Regions from separate parts of the Mus musculus genome. Here region 1 is linked to region 2. The links are chromatin contacts, called in public HiCAR-type maps. All regions are on one chromosome and are shown on one strand. The core of a region is the stretch at or near the end of the contact, and the rest is flanking DNA. Distances in the headings are between cores, read along the strand shown.

Region 1 (4,089 bases), core at 810-3,309, 2.2 Mb before region 2:
GGGCGGGGAATTAAGGTTAACACAGGAGTAGTAATGGGACATCCACTGGGACACTCTATCACAAGCTGGAGGAACAACTATCAATAAAATCAGCGATGTAGATTTGAGGGGCCTATGGAATCGAGGCAGTACCCTGAAAATAAGCCCCTGGCTTTAAAAAGAAGCAGTGAGGTAATTTGGGATCGCTGGGAGAGGTAATACCCATCTCAGAGAGGCTGTTTTAAGTTTTGCCTCTCTCTCCTTTGACTCCCATTTTATTCTGCACTGTGGTAAAGCCCCACCGGCACTTCAGAGTATTAAAATTTGGAGGCACTGTCTCTTATTCATTTAGGCTAGTTAGAAGTTGAGAAGCAACGAAGCCTAACAGCTCACATCCTAGCCCTGCCTACTTGTATTTAAGGTGGAAAGACACCTAAGGAAGCAAATTTCATAATGTCACCACGCACGGGGCCTTTGTTTGTTCAGTCACAGTATGTATCTTATACTTCCTTTACTTCAATGTCCTCATCTGAAACGGTGACAAAAGCATCCACCCTACCGAGCAACTGTGAGGGTTAATATAAAATAATTTTAGAAGAGGTAAACGGTGCTATTGCTATCATCAGCAACACCATCCTTCAGTTCCAGGAAGAATGAGAGCCCCAGAACCCTTTCTAGAAAAGTATGTGTGCTCAGCGGTTTGCATCTGGGAAATAAAATAACGGGACTCAGATGCCTAAGAAATACGTTTTGCAGGTACTATTATGAATTTCCCCAGACAGTCTTAACTATGTGTCTTGCTTCAAAGTTTGTATTCGCAGAGAATTTACTTATGCCTAAATGAATAGACATCTACCAACCTGGGTACCTGTTGGAAAGCAAGGTTTTTTGTTCGTTTGTTTTTGTTTTTGTTTTTCTAGATTAGCTGGAAGCATCTATACATAGAGCTGACGAGGGACCAGAGCCCCGAGATGTGGGCTACCAAACCACTGGATAGTTATCAAGAAACCTCAACCCTGAACGATGCTAATGACTGTGATGCTAATGGCTCCACAATGTAATTAGACTCAGATTATTCCAATACAAGCTTCCACTCGGCTTTAATTTTCCTCCTTAATTGGAAACCCAACGCTTAAACACTATTAGTTTTGTGACCCAAACCCTTTTTCACTTCACTTGCCAAATTTGACGGGCGCGTTCACCTCCACCGACGCCTGGGGGTCGATGTCGTCCGACAGAATGGCCATCTCCTGCCGATCAGCATCATACTTGACCTGCAGGCTGTCCAGGCCGCGCGCCACGTGCTCCACGCCGCACACCGCCACCTGCACGCGGTCGCCATCCGGGTGCGCAAGGGGATCCAGGGGCCTCACGGCCAGGTGGCAAGGGAGCCGCGCCCTCAGTCGCCCAAACGGGCTCACCTGCAGCGTCCACTCCCTCAGAGCCCCACGCGCCAGGCCGGCCCCAGAGTCATCGGGCGCTGATCCCTGCCGCTGCGCCCCACTGGAGCCGCAAGTCCGAGCCCCGAGAGCTCCGACCAAGGCGCCCGCCCGCACTCGGGACGCGCAAGGAGGGAGGCGGCCGAACATGCTCTCCCTTGGAACGCTTCAGCCTTGGCTCGCTGGTCCCGGGACCACAAGAACCACGAGCTGCCTCGGGTCAGTCACGAAGGGGACAGCATGCACGGCTCCGCCAAGGAAGAACGAGCCAGGCCCCCAGCACAGTACTTAACGCCTTAAATCCCGGTAGGAAAGTTAAAACTTCAAAGAGCCTAGTTGAAACCCTGACCTGGACAAGTCACCTATTTCCGCCCCTTTGGCGGAGGCCATCGGGATATGTAGTTTTAAAGGAGCCAAACATCAAGGTGTTCTGGTAACTGTGAAACTACATATCCCAGGAGACAGTGCGCTGAATACACAGACTGACAGCCGATTGGTAGAGGAGCCCCCGCTCCCCCCTCGTTGCTTTCCCGTTGCTTCAAGCCCATTGGCCAAGAGAGCAGAGAAAGAAAAAAAGTTAATGTAACTGACCAATAGGAAGAGTAGAAGGGACGGGATAAACTCAGCTGTGGTTACTTTGGATACCAAGGACGCGACTCTTAGGAGAGGGTGAAGTTTTGAAGTGAGACCCCAGGGACCAAAACACACGGAGAAAAATAAGAGTTTAAACAAGGATCAGGACCAAAAGAAAGGGTAAGAAACAGCATGTTTATAGATGGGAATCAGATTCAAAGTTAGGAATACTTTCTTTAGGTAGTTAGAACCAAAGGTCACCAAACTAATGTGGATTCCCTGGGAATAGAGAATCCCCCTCACAAGAGACCTTAGCATGAGAGGACAGACACGTTCTGTTGCTTTCTCCCTTCTCTGTCCTTTAAGGGAACTCCCACTTAGGTAAAAAATACTAGATAGAAAAAGTGTTAGAAGCCAGGTATGGTGGCGCACGCCTTTAGTCCCAGCACTCAGGAGACAGAGGCAGGTGGATTTCTGAGTTCGAGGCCAGCCTGGTCTACAGAGTGAGTTCCAGGACAGCCTGGGCTATACAGAGAAACCCTGTCTCGAAAAAGAAAAAAGAAAAAAAAGGAAAAGAAAAAGTGTTAGAATTCTGGCTCTTTCTTAACTGTAAGTAGTAATCTTAGGCCAGTCATTGGATGCCTTTGGGTTTTACTATTTGCTTATAAAATGATGACACTATCTTCCTTGTCTTGTGTAGAAGTTTTTTTTTTCGTTTTTACCACATTTATCAAATGAAACAATGGACAACAAAGCAGTGCACAGTATACAAAACAAAGTATTTTAGGAATGGCATATGTCTACGTTGCTAAGAGATTTGGAGACATTTGAACTTGGTTAGAGGACAGTCTTGATCTCTTTCCCTGCAACTGGTCCTTGGCCTTAATGGTAAAATAAAATCTCTCTCTCTCTCTCTCTCTCTCTCTCTCTCTCTCTCTCTCTCTCTGGATCATAAGACTTGTTAGGGGATGTCAGAATTTTTTCCTGGTCCTGTTGTATTATCTATGGCACAAGAAATGTTTCTTCAGTTTTGATATAAGACAGACTGTGCTAAATAACTCTATAAGTTAACTCTTTTTTTTATTATTCAGTAGGCAGTAAAGATAATGGGAAATGGGGGGTGTGGACATTATTTCAGCCATATTTGCCTATTCTTCTCCCCATTCTACAAATAATTCCCTAAATTCCTTACATACAGATTTAACTAATTGCAAGTCCAGTGTGATGGTGTTCACTTGTAAGTTTTCAGAGTTTGGGAAGCTGAAGCAGAAAGATCTCAAATCTGAGGCCCACCTGGACTATATACGGAGAACGTTGTGACAAATAAAATACACAATAAGTAAATAAAATGATACCTTTAAAGATCAAAACTCTCAGCCAAATATGGGACCCCAATTCTTTGAACCTGAAGTGACAGATGGATAGATAGACTAGGCTAAAGTCCTCCCCAGCGTCCATGTTGTTCTCTTAGTGAAGACTATGGTAGTGGTGGTGGCAGTGACAGCCCTGCCCTGCTGTCAGCCATCTGAGAAGAAGGCCCCTATCCTTGAGGACCTCCACCAAGGTGAAACCTGTCCTTGACTTTGCTGGAAAAAAAATGTTGGGAGAAGCTAATGTGAAAGAGGGTTGATTTAAAATAGATTTTAAACAAGGGTTTAAGAGCACAGGGGTTGCTAGAGGTGACTGATCACACAGGGAGAGAAAGAGACACACCCAAGAGCACAGGTGTAAGCTCCCTTGAGCTTGCCCTAAGTGACTTAGCAGAAGTGCTCCAGAGTCACTCTTTTGCTGACTCTCATGTTATGCCTCAAAGGATTTCTCTAAGAAACTTCTTTAAAACCTTTCTCTTCTTCTTCTTTTTCAATAAGTGAGATTATAGGATTACTCTAGAGATGTCTTGGATTGGGTTACAGTCCTAAAATAAAACTGTGTGTCACAAGAATTGTAAAAGGGAATTAAAACATGTCCTTTACTAGAAGTAGGGTTTTGGGTAAGATTTCTAGAAAACTGTTGGTTTATAGCTGAGAAAGAAGAAAGAACACATATATTTAGGCCTTACATGTGATCCATTGCTCCTTCAACAATGTAACTTGAAAGT
Region 2 (3,997 bases), core at 1,051-3,550:
ATCACACAGTGGGCATATCCATTCACCCATCCATAAACCATCAACCCCTAAACAAACAGATATTTTAAAAGCATTAACTTTTGCAGTTGTTTTCCTTTGCAAACACCAATATTTTTTACCACCAAATAACGGTATTGGTCAATTGTAGTAAACTGAACCCTAGCCTTGAACTTCACATTTGTTATCTATTGCTATTATGTAGTATCGTAACCTAAAATGTAGCAACACAATTTTCTGAATTTGAGTTCAAAGTATGTCACTTTGGAAAATGCTAGGATAGTAAACCCTCTTCTTCAGGGTCATATAATACTGCATGTCTATATTAGATCATCTAAAATGACATACGATGGATACTCAATAAATCCCACTGAAGATGTTTTCTTCCTTGACAGCTTAGCTTTAGAGAAGTTTATGAACCTTTATTCTCTCTTGTTTACTTCGGAACTTTTCTTTTTACATGTTAATTTTATTCTGAAAAAAACAACTGCTCTATATAGTATTTCTTCATAATGGATCACAGCATGAAGAGCAATTCTGATACAGTAATACTCAGAATTTCAACACTGGCGCAAGACAAATAACAATAGATAACAAACTGTCATACCATGCTGGTATGTTTGAGACAGATCTGTCCTGTCCACCTGTGCCACCCAAGAAACTGCATTACCACCAGAGGAAAACAAAGGCACGCTACATTTGTACAATAAAGTCTTTTCTAATGAAAGTTTTCTCTCAGGACCACAATTTTATTTCAAGCAAAGACATTTTTTCAGCAAGATTCCAATCTCTCTAAATTAACTTCACAGCCTAGAAGAGACTTGACAGAAGCCAAGTTAGAACACAGGGAGCCTGGGCTGTTGACCAGCTTGCATCTCCATCCACCTCTATGCCACAAACACGCCCCCATGTCTGGAGCTAGAGGAGAGTCCAACCACAGAGAAATCCTAGTCAATAAGAAAATTCCAGTCAATGAAGAATACTTAGGGGAACCCTTGTAATGCCGCAGTCTGCCTCCCCTTCCACATTAGAAAGCTCTCCCAGCTCCCCGCTTCTTAATCTCTGCCCCTCCTCCTGCCTGCTGGCCAGGGGCGATCTCTAGGGTTAGTCAGTCTGCACGTGACTCACGGTGCCCACATGACATGACCATGGGCGGGGGAGAAAGACCGAGGAGTGAAGCAGGGAAAAAGTTACTGAACACTACCGGTCAAAGCGTCCAAACCAATTTGTCCCTTTCCTTCCTCTCCCGTCAGTGATCCCTAGGGAACCGCTACGGACCAAGGTGTCTCCAGACTAGTTTTGGATATCCTGCAAGGGGTCTCCACTTGCCCCAATATTCAGAGCTTCTCCCATTCTCTCTAGCGACAGCTCTGCACCTCAAGTTGCTCCATCTTCCTTTCTTCCTCCTCCCTTGCTTTCCTCCTTCCCCGAAAGCTCTGTGTCCACTGTGGACATGCCATTGGCGCACATTCTATTTGGCCTAAAGCTCAGAGGAGGTCAGACAAGGCCAAGCATCTTCCAAAGGGGAGGGTCCAACTGGGCAAACTAAGTTGCCTGCTACAGTACCACCTGGCTTAGCCGGCCAGCCAGCCCCCCAGTCCCGGTCCCCCTAATGCTCCGAACACAGTTACCGTGCTCTCTGGACCCCACCCCGCGGTGGCGCAGCATACACCCATCCAACACCCGCGCCCACCCTGTTAATGCCATCCCCACGCCGGGGTCCCACCGCCAGGCAGAGCACCGAACAAGCTGCGCTCACCTTGCTTGACACACTTGAGCCGGAGGGGGTCCTTGCAGTGTTTGATCACGGCCAGAACGTCCCTGATGGTGAGCCCCGCCACGGGGGTCTCGTTCACCTCCAGCAGCAGCTCCTCGGACACCAACTTGCTGCCGCTTTCATAGGCCACCTTGCCCGGCTTCACCTCCCCCAGGTAGGGGAACTGTCCGTTTTCCGCGCCCCCCTTCAGTTCAAAGCCCAGCTGGCCCTCCGGGTTCCTGCCAATGACACTCTCGTGGACTTTGCTAGTCCAGTGGCTTTTCTTTTTCAAGCTTTTGGACATGGCAGTAGGGTGAGTCGCCTCAGTTCCAGAGGGTCCTTTGGGAAGGAGGGTCTGGGAGTCAAAATCGGGATGGAGGAGCAAGGGGGCCAAGGGAAGAGGGTGGCAGACTTTGCCTTTCTCTCCCTCTGCTCCGCGCTTTCCCTCTTCTTTGGATGGAGTGTGGCGGAGGAAGGGGGAGGATGAGAGGGACGGCTGGGCAGAGGTAGGAGAGCTTGGGTGAGGTTGTGCTGTCCCTTGAATGACACTCAAGGCTTTGGCCCCGCAGCGGAGGAAGCTGTGGTGGCGTTGGCGGCGTTAGCGGCGGTGGCGGCGGCCGAGCCAGCGCGAGCAGTGGCCGAGCTGGTGAGCGGGTGGCGTGGGGGTGGGGAGGAGGGTAGGGATGCCGGGGGCCACTCCTGCGTGCTGCGAGTGGGGAGCGCGCGCGCGCTCGCCGGCCTCTGTGTTGTTAGCCGATATCCATGGCAGCTGCAGTGGCAGCGGTAGGGAGCGCGTGTGTGTGCGCGTGTGCGCGTGTGTGCCTGTGTACTAGTTGTACTGTACTGGCAGGATGCAAGCGGGCGGCGGGGAGGGGGGAGCGTTGGGGGATGCGAGCCGAGGGAGGAGGCGCGCGCACCGAGTGGAGCGCCAGGGAGGGCTTCGCCGCCGTCTCCCTCCCTCCGCGGCTTGACCCGGTAGTGAAGGCGCTGGGAGAGGCAGGCCCCGGGCCGCCCTGCAGCCTGCGGGAGGAGGCGGGAGCCGGGAAGGAGGGGAGCGGAGGCCCGACATGGGCAGGCCGGTGAAGAGAGCCGGGATCCCTGGGTGGACCTGTCTTCAGCTTCCCTGTGAGCCGGGCTGCTAGCCTGCAGGACGCCCCGACTTGCCCACACCCCAACACTGGACAAAGCAGAAATCCGGGGAACCCGATGCCGAGCCTGGTGGCCCATCTACAGCACAGTCTTCTGGGGCTCCATCCTGCCACAAGGAAGCTGGAGTTCGGGGTCCCAGCATGGAACTGCAGAGGGCCTGGCAGGCGGAGCCCGTGGAGAGACTTCACTATTGGCTCGCTCCACTTTTTACAGTCTTTCATTCCTCGCAAAGTTCTCAGAAGTGCCCCTCCGATAGAGGAAAGTTAGAGGAAGGAGTCTGGTCGTCCTGGATGCAAGAATAAGGTGAAATAACATCTGCAGAGCAGGGCCATGTGTCCTCTTGGAAGAAACTGAAGAGGATTGAGTGGAGACAGGATAGAGGAGGGCACCTGCCCTAGTTGAAGAGTGGAGAGGGGCGGTGGGGTAGGTGTTAGGGAGATAAATGGAGTAAGAGCCTAGACATATAAATGGTGAGTGTAACCTGGACAGGAGTCAAGTTTTAGGTTAATCAGACAAACAAGTCTGCTACAGGAAAGAAAAGAAGGCTCTTGGTGGAGCGCTGTACCCCCATCTAGCTCCTTCCCCTTCTCCAAATTTAGAGCCAGGTGGAAAGCTAAGCAGGACACAGGGGGCTGAGGGCTGCTGACTTCTCCAGTCAAACCCTGAGTGGTGCTTTTTGAGTTTCCGTAGCTTACATTCCATTTGCTTAACTTTGAAATAATATGTTTCAGGCAAAAAGAAAAAAAAAAAAAGGAACCACTCACCCACTCATCTTTGTAAATCAGAGTATGGGAAGGAATTATCAGCAGTTAAGAGCTTTGATGTCTGGGATGTAGTGTGGGAGGAAAGCAAGGCGGTTCAAAAGGCTTAGCTGACCCAGACAGAAAAGAGGGGGTGTGTATCCTGGCTCTGGGGCTTTTCAGGAGTGCCACGTTTAGCAGGCTGTTCCACCTTTCTCTGGTTGTTTCCTTTTAAATAGGGGTAACAGTACTAGTGGGGCCTGGTGCACTGAGAAGACAGACAGGCAAGGCAGGGAAGGGACTGCCCCATACAGGTTTGTTGGCTTTGAACAGTAGGTTCTTCCTCTTCAGCCCC

Evidence for each region. HiCAR-type assays count read pairs that join an accessible place to other places.
Region 1: a HiCAR-type map of astrocytes shows a contact between it and region 2, with 4 times the contacts expected there. The contact joins the promoter of Ccdc146 here to the promoter of Magi2 in region 2.

Annotation. Positions count from the first base shown.
Region 1 is chr5:21,422,647-21,426,735 of GRCm38.p6, reverse strand. Ccdc146 (coiled-coil domain containing 146) reads left to right here and starts at 2,059. Exons shown (of 19, transcript NM_029195.1): 1 at 2,059-2,171. It overlaps Fam185a (family with sequence similarity 185, member A), which reads right to left and starts at 1,833. Exons shown (of 8, transcript NM_177869.4): 1 at 1,160-1,833. The coding sequence starts at 1,568.
Region 2 is chr5:19,225,349-19,229,345 of GRCm38.p6, reverse strand. Magi2 (membrane associated guanylate kinase, WW and PDZ domain containing 2) reads right to left here and starts at 2,300. Exons shown (of 23, transcript NM_001170746.1): 1 at 1,757-2,300. The coding sequence starts at 2,057. 4921504A21Rik (RIKEN cDNA 4921504A21 gene) reads left to right here and starts at 2,791. Exons shown (of 3, transcript NR_102342.1): 1 at 2,791-3,205.